Linked DNA regions of Rattus norvegicus: region 2 is linked to region 1. A link is a contact called in public Hi-C data. All regions are on one chromosome and are shown on one strand. The core of a region is the stretch at or near the end of the contact, and the rest is flanking DNA. Distances in the headings are between cores, read along the strand shown. Region 1 has its middle 70 kb from the start of Tnfaip3. Region 2 has its middle 120 kb from the start of Tnfaip3.

Region 1 (3,919 bases), core at 925-3,424:
GAATACACGTGAGTAATGAGACACCTGATTCTGTTGTTCTTTTGAGATGTCTCACTCTGTAACCCAGGCTGGTTTGGAACTCACCCTGTAGCCCAGCTTGCCACAAACTCAGAGCAATTCCATATCCTGGATCTACCAAGTATCAAGATCATAGGCATCAACACTCACTACTTCTGGTGATGTTACTTATCTTTGAGGTAGAGTCATGGTGACTGACTGATGGGCTTGGGGAAGGGGGAATCAGAGAAATCGGTAGTCAGGAAAAGAACTCTAAGTTCAGCATCTGGGTAACTGGCATACCTTATAACCAGTAATTACAGTAGAAACGGGTTCTGAGAAAGAAATGGGATGTACGAAGAAAGGGGGCACTTAAATGGAGAGTTGAACCATGCAAGCATCCAGATGTGGGGTCTGACAGGAGGTAAAAATGTGGGCCTGTTTGCATACACAGGAATGTAGAACCTATGGCATGAAGGAGAGAAGATACTCAGAGAAAAGAGCCTTCTTCAAGTCTGAATCCTAAAAAATCCAAATTCTGGTAGAAGACCCAGAGGTTGTGTCAAGGGATGTGAGAAGAGAAATTTGTTCCAGGTCATCTAGTTAGTAAGGAGTTGAACCCAAATTCTGGATGCAGTGGTTGGAAGGATTCCTGTGGGGTCAGACACAGAAATAACCCTCTCTGTGACCACTGTGACCCCTCCACTCCACATTCAGGCAGACTGATAGATTCTCCCCCGGGTGGTCTATTGGCATCCCAGATGCTCTTAAAGCAGTCTAGAACTTACAAACATCTAGATACATTTTAAGGTGCTGTTTGCTAGATTGTAGCAACCATCACCACTGCAACATCCTTCAGTCCATTCTCTCTCTCACACACTCATTCAGGTGAGTTTGCCATCGAGTCATCAAGCCCAGAGGATAACCTGGGAAAGGATTCAGATGAAGCCCCTGCTCTTGTGGAGCTGATACTGGGAAGGGGGGTTCCCCATTCCATCTCATCATGTGCCTTCATGGCTTCTCCATGGTTCACACTCATTCCCAGACCCACGAATGTTCATTCTGCTCTCCTCACCCTGTTCCTCCCCTCTACTTATTCAAATCCTCCATTTCTGTAGAAGCCAGCACGTCTAAAAATAGCATGTCATGCTCTTGCTTGTGGGTACTGATCTGTCTGCCTTTGGTTCTTGCTCCCCTCTGCAGAGATGCACACCTGCCTACGGAGAGATCAAGAGCCTCCCAGCAGACCCCAATATGGCGGCTTTTGCAGAGATAACAGATTTCTCTATATGCACACACACCAGAGAAGTAAGCCTAACAAAGTAGGTACGTAGAAGGGGCTGGAACCTGAGCCTTAGTGGGTGAATATAGCGGGCACTGAAGGGTGCAGAGAAAAGAATGAGATCAGAGGAAATAGTAAGTGGTTGTGACAAACAGCTTCAGGACACTCGGAGAAGGCAAACTCCAGGAGACCCAGGAAAGAGTTTCTGGCTGTTCTGATTTATCCTGTCCAGCATACTACCTATCACTAGGATCGGAAATAGAGCTCTGCTCTGGGCTTGTCTTAGGAGCCCAGGCACAAGGTGAGACTCCTGTAAGAAAGGTCAGTTCATCTTCAGCAGCACGAACTATATTAGGAACACTTTTCTCGGTGCTAACCCAATTAGCATCAAAGCCTTCTCAACCGTGGGGATTAGCCTAATGCTCTTCTGTGAGTGGTAGGACACTGGTGAGTTTTCTTATCCTCCAGCAGGTGGAGCTAGAGCTTTGAAAGGTTCTAGATGCTTCTGTGGCTGTGCCCACAGGCTCTACCAAATGTGAGAGGTGAAGAAGGAATGAGGAATTAGGAATGAAAAGAGTTACTCGGTGTAGAATCTGTGGTTGTATAGTTCCTGGTCTCAGCGTCTGACCCCCAGGACGCAATCAACAGATGAAGATAAGTACGTGCATCATCAATTGGGATGGAGTTAAAGTAGTAATTCTCCCCTCCTCCTCCTTCATTTTGCTCTGATTTTCTTTTTTTTTTTCTTTTCTTTTTTTTTGTATGTTTATGCCTTTTGGACATTCATATCCAATCAAAATTTGGAAGAACTCTGTGAAGTTGGCCTTCAAGTTGGTGTTTAAAAGAACATGTTGGAAGAGGCTTATGCTAAAAATAACCCGGTGGAGGTTCCTGTCTGTTTTCCAGGCCTTCATACTGCGGCCCTGGGCACTGTTCCTTGAAGTTGTTCCCCCCACTGCATCAAAGCTGTCTGAGTTGTTTGCCAAAATTCCAGTTCCTAGCCAAACAATCAAGTTTGGTTCTTTTGCGAACTAAGCTTAGAAATCTCTCTCAGATAGGAAGGACAGTCAGCCATCACTTATCTGCACTCTCAAGTTTTCTACTGAAAACTGAAAAGTATAGGTTTATATCCTCACAGCATAAAACCTGACCCATTTACTATCAGAAGTGTGGTGCTCCACTTACATTACCTTGTGTAGAAATGCACACATCCTTTGTTATGCAGATAATAATGTGCTGGAGAAAAAGGATCTGCCTCCGACCCTCTTGAGGACAGCGTGCAATATATACTGAATGGTGCCTCTAAAATCCAAAGACTTTTTGAGTTCAAAGGTATGACCCAAATGTTTCAGATGACGGTCTTAAACTATGTTCTCAGGCCCTGTCCGAAGGTGTTCTTTTAAAGCAGGTATATTTCAGGTTCTGGGGTAGGGAGAGCCTAAATAAAGAGTCTTGAGCAAGAGAAACAAGTAAAGATGCCCGCCACTAAAACTGATAGCCCGAGTTCAGTCCCTGGAACCCACTTGATAGAAAGAGAAAACCGACTCCTGCAAGTTGTCCTCAAACCACACAGACAGGGTGCACATGTATAAGTGTGTGTGTGTGTGTGTGTGTGTGTGTGTGTGTGTGTGTGTGTGTGTGTGTGTGAAGTAGAAGAAAAGTCCTTAGGCTCTTTAATATTTTGTATTCTAGGGCTGAGGGTAGAGCTCAGTGAGACATGTTTGTCTGACACCAACCAATCCCAAAATTTGATCCCAGCATCCCATAAACTGAATGTGGTGAAACAGAGACAGGAGGCCTGAAGTTCAAGGTCGTCCTTGGCTATATAGCTAGGTCAGTTCCAGGGCAGCCTAGAGTTAAATAAGATTCTGTCCAATAAAGAGAGGGAGAGGGGGAGGGAGAGAGGGAGAGGGAGAGAGAGGGAGAGGGAGAAAGGGAGAGAGGGAGAGAAACAGAGCCAGAGCCACAGCCATAAAAATAAAGAAAAAACTTTTATGTTATAATGTATAACTACTAGAATTCAGAAGTCATGAATACAGAAGGTGTTATCGAATATTTTAGAACATCGTATAAGATATGGAGGACTAAAAGGAAACTGGAAAAGCTTTCACTACCAGCACAGAACTTAATTAGGTCAAAGGTCAGCAAGCTGCCTTTAGCACAATTCTCATGATCCCAAAGCCACATGACTATATGGCAATGCTATAATTAATGATTATATAAAGGGCCCTATTAAATTTTAAAGCAAGTTATTAAAACGACCAATTAAGACATTCATAAAACCCATGTTGGAACACAAGAAAAATGAGGTCTAAGTTCGCTTCCTCATGAACAATGGGCTGCAGGGTGTTCTCACACAGTGTGTATATTGAAGTGCCCAGCACCTTTGTTGGAACCTTATAGAGATACTCTGTAAACGTGTTAAATGCTAAAATAAAGGCATCAGGAGGAGCCCTCCTCCAAGCTACTCGTTTCCCTGTGGAAGGAAAGCTCATGCTTGGGATTGCAGCCACTTGCTGGAGTAGTTCCCTTTTGTTTTTAACTTGTCAATTCTAAGTGAGTAGTTTCACATCGTGCACCCCATTCCTACTCCCATTCGTCTCCCCATCCCTCTGTATCTGCCCTCTGCCCCTGCAGCCT
Region 2 (3,921 bases), core at 1,112-3,611, 190 kb after region 1:
GGAAGGCTTCACACCTTGGTAGCTTGTTTGTCTGGGGTTTAAGACATGCTGGGAGACTCTCCTTACAAAGTTGTCTTGTCTGCCTGTGGCTTCTACTTTTTCTGCATCTGTGAAAATGGATGTATAATGTACCTTAAGGCCAGTAAGCAAAAACCACATCCCTTTATCTCTTAGTTCTGAGAAGGAGATCAAATTACCAACTCCGTGAGAAAGGAACCATCTTGGTTCCTTTTCTTGCTGAAGTCATTCCCAGACGTGCACAGTGGGGCTAACCTAGCAGTCACTCCAGTAGTTCAAATGCAAAAGCAACCAAGCTTGTTGGGGTTCAAGGAGTTGGACATAGAAGCAACAGTTTCTTTATAAGAACCTGTGGGAAAGAGGAGAGAGAGAATATGCCAGGATATCGCAGCCTGGCCCTGAGAAGGGATACTGAAAACTGATAAAAGGTAGAAAATAATGAAAAATAGAAAAAGAACCAGGGATTAGGAAAGAAAGATAATGTCTCACTCGGGAGATGAAGAGGAGGGACAAAGACCTTATCAGATTGAGGCTCTTTTAACTGGTTAGGGACATGCAGGGAGCAGGCTCTGTGTAAGCAGCCACCATCTCTATCTCACACCAAGGAAATGGGACACAAAGATCTAGGAATGAACAGCCAAGGAGTGTCCACCCAGAGTGTGAACCTGGGTCGGTAGACTGGCTCCAGCATCTGCAGGCTTAAGGACCTCAGCTACACAGGACTATATTTTATGCCCTAAAGTCATTGTTAATCCCAAGACATCTCTTGTGGAGTAAGTTGGGGAGGTGAATAGTCTGCTATGAGTCCCGCCTCCTCTGTCATCATGAAAGGAAAAGAAAATAAGGAGGCATATATAGCTATGTCACTAGATTCCTGTCTGTTACTTTTAACTCCAGATATGAACAAGATTTGCATGTATTTCACAAGGATTAACCAGAGTATCAAGGACTACGGACTGGACTACTAATATAGACTTATGATTAATAGGTACAAGTTATATGGGAACAAAGGTTTACAATCCATAAAGTTTGTTCAAATTAGTTTTCTCATTTGAATTTCCTAATAGCTTAGGTAAAGGGAAAAAAATAGTTTCCCGGCTTAAAAATAAGAAGTTGAAGCTTAGAAAGTACTCAAAGGGAGAGAAGTAGAAGTTGTGGAATCTAAGTGCCCCAGCACTTAGGGCCACGTGCTTCCTGTCCCTTGACATAGGTCTCTGAACAGATGCACCCATGTGTTTTCAGAACTTTAAATCTTACTTTCGGTGACTGCACAGCTGTCCTTGTTACTAAGGACGCTGCCTCTTCTTCTGAGGACTTAGCTTCGACTCCCAGCACCCACACAGTAGAGGCTCACGGTTGTCTATAATGCTAGTTTCTGGAGCTCCAACGCCCTCTTCTGGCCTCCAGGGACACTAGAGTACACAGATGGCTCAAAGGCATATATGCAGACAGTATAAAAGTACACATGAAGTAAATAATCAATCAATCAATAACTTGATGGAAAATATTAATTTGAAATTTACTTTGCTAGGCATGTGGGTTTCGGTCATGCTTTAGCATACTCAGAAAATATTTCTGGGTAAAAATGGATAGTCTGGGAATTTATTGACACAGATTTGGGAACTTGACATTATTGCTACCAAGACAAATTTTCCTGCTGCATTTGTTTATTTTTATATGCTTCTGTGATCAATTCCCCAGACCGTTAGACTCATTATTTTCTGCCTCTGCCGGAACCCTTATGAAATTTCCCAATTGAGGAGTCCTATATTAGTCATCATCCTTTGCTCGAGTTTTGGAAATGTCTCACGCTAATCTCAATGGCACAAAAAGAAATTCCTGCAGGGAATGCCCACAGTCCCATGCAAACAAAACACGCAAGTGCTGAGACCCAATGACTAATCCCCACAAGGAGTGTTTAAGTGGGAATTGGTGGGCAGGATCCAGGGTTTCTTGTGAGCTTCCCGATCTTCTATTCTTCCCTCCTCTTCTAATTTCCTACAGTCATTTCCACAGGAGCTAGAAGACTCAACCTTAGAAAGCAGACGGCTTCCTAGGAACAGAAAAGCACACTACACTATACTTCAGGGTTAGTTACAATGGTCTGAGTCCTTGACCTGTCTCTTTTCTCTCACTCTGACAATTATGGAATACCCCTACTTACCTTTTTTTTTTTTCTCATACCCATTGACCTAGCACAGAAGAAATAAAAAATTCCTGGGGCCATAAAAGTCCCTCCTAAGTTAATTTCTTAGGGCTTAATTGGTGTCAGGCGTGTTTGCATTGCAGTGGTTAACATCCAAGGAAACTCCCGGAGTGGTCAGGAAGTGCTGTTTCAGTGACTCAAAAATAAGACTAATTCAGGTTATTCACACTTGTCATCTGCAGTGAGGCATACTTTATCTAGTAATGATCAAAGAAGATTATATTTCTCTGACACACAAGGTCTCTTTTTAACCCAGTTCCAGTTATTTGAGATATCCCTTTCTGGTTTTCTCAGTTGGAAAAGAAAAAGAAAGAAAGGAAAGGAAAGAAGAAAGGAAGAAAGGAAGGAGGGAAGGAAGGAGGGAGGGAGGGGAAGGAAGGGGGAGGGAAGGAAGGAAGGAAGGAAGGAAGGAAAAACACAACTTTGGTCCTGGCATGTCGTATTTACTAACTGAAAGGAAGAAAACTAAACTCTTATTTGTGGCAAACTCTGAAGATCAAAGACACATGTACACAGCATAGTTAACAAAGCTATATGGTGCTGGCTGTAAGTTGTAAAGTTACCACGGCTCATCATGTCCAGGGCATTCAGGGGCACTAGTCTCAGCGACGTAAACTATGTTAAATGCAATATTGCCTACATTTTGGGCCACACAGCAAATTGAAGAAAGACCAGAAGAAAATTTTCAGAAGACACAAAAGAACCCGAAGGTTCACATTCTGAGGAGCGAGCGGCAGCTGCCCTAAGTGCCCCTGAGAGTCCTTGACTGATAGCCACATTTTCACTGTGAAGTTACATGTAGTGCGTTCTACATAAATTCTTCAAGGGAGTCATGTAGGAATCCTGCAGCAGGCATTGGTGGGAGATTTTTGGAGGAAAAGATGTACCAATGGGCAGGAAATGAATATGCTGAGAAGAAAGGAAAACAGCTTCAAGCAAAGCTTTTTTTTTTTTTTAAACCTTTATGTCTCTGTGGTGAGCAAGATAATGAAGGGAAACCCCTGTCTGTACTCAGCCTTGTGCCTGACAGATGGAGTGATTGTGAGGTCACTTCCCTGCCAAAGTCCTTCTCCAAAAGTAGCTTCAGAAGTCAGGGCACATTTAGCAATCCAGAGAAGCGGCACACAGAGCATACTGCAGCAATCCCCTGCCTCATGGTGAGGAGGAGCAGAGAGGTACAAGGCACAAGAGTCCTCAAGAGGCAGACAAGCTGGTCCTGACCTCTGAAAGTCCCACAGATGCTCTCCATGTGTAGTGCAGGCAGTCTGTAAATGCCCAGTATGGGAGACTCTCTTTGTGGTTTTTCTCTATGTTAGGATGTGGAGAACATTCACAAAAGTTCATTGTTCGACTAAGTATCACTGAAACACACGTACATACATGCACACACACAGATTCAGATACATTCACATACCCACATAGACAACCATATGTATATACATCTACATGCATATGCATAAATTTGCATATACACATATGCACATATATACCCATGCACACATTCACACACACATATATGCACACATACATACACTCACACACATGCATAACACATATACATATTTATATGCACACACATATATTCACATATACACATTTGCATACACACAGACAGACACATATGAACATATACAGAAACACACATACTTACACACATACATAGATATGCACACACATGTGCAAGCACTTGCATGAGC

Evidence for each region. A called contact is a pair of places that touch in the nucleus more often than the background predicts.
Region 2: a Hi-C map of the A7r5 cell line shows a contact between it and region 1, with 3 times the contacts expected there. The contact joins two enhancer-like sites. A contact is called at or near these places in 2 of 12 Hi-C or Micro-C datasets (the A7r5 cell line and Schwann cells).

The regions. Positions count from the first base shown.
Region 1 is chr1:15,471,692-15,475,610 of GRCr8, forward strand. No RefSeq gene overlaps it. Among named protein-coding and RNA genes, the nearest start is that of Tnfaip3, 70 kb to the right of the region's middle. Within about 2 kb of position 2,175, at least 5 of the 93 cell types and tissues checked have an H3K27ac peak or open chromatin away from gene starts, as enhancers often do. A contact at or near this core is called in the A7r5 cell line, where this site is marked.
Region 2 is chr1:15,659,595-15,663,515 of GRCr8, forward strand. No RefSeq gene overlaps it. Among named protein-coding and RNA genes, the nearest start is that of Tnfaip3, 120 kb to the left of the region's middle. Within about 2 kb of position 2,362, at least 10 of the 93 cell types and tissues checked have an H3K27ac peak or open chromatin away from gene starts, as enhancers often do. A contact at or near this core is called in the A7r5 cell line, where this site is marked.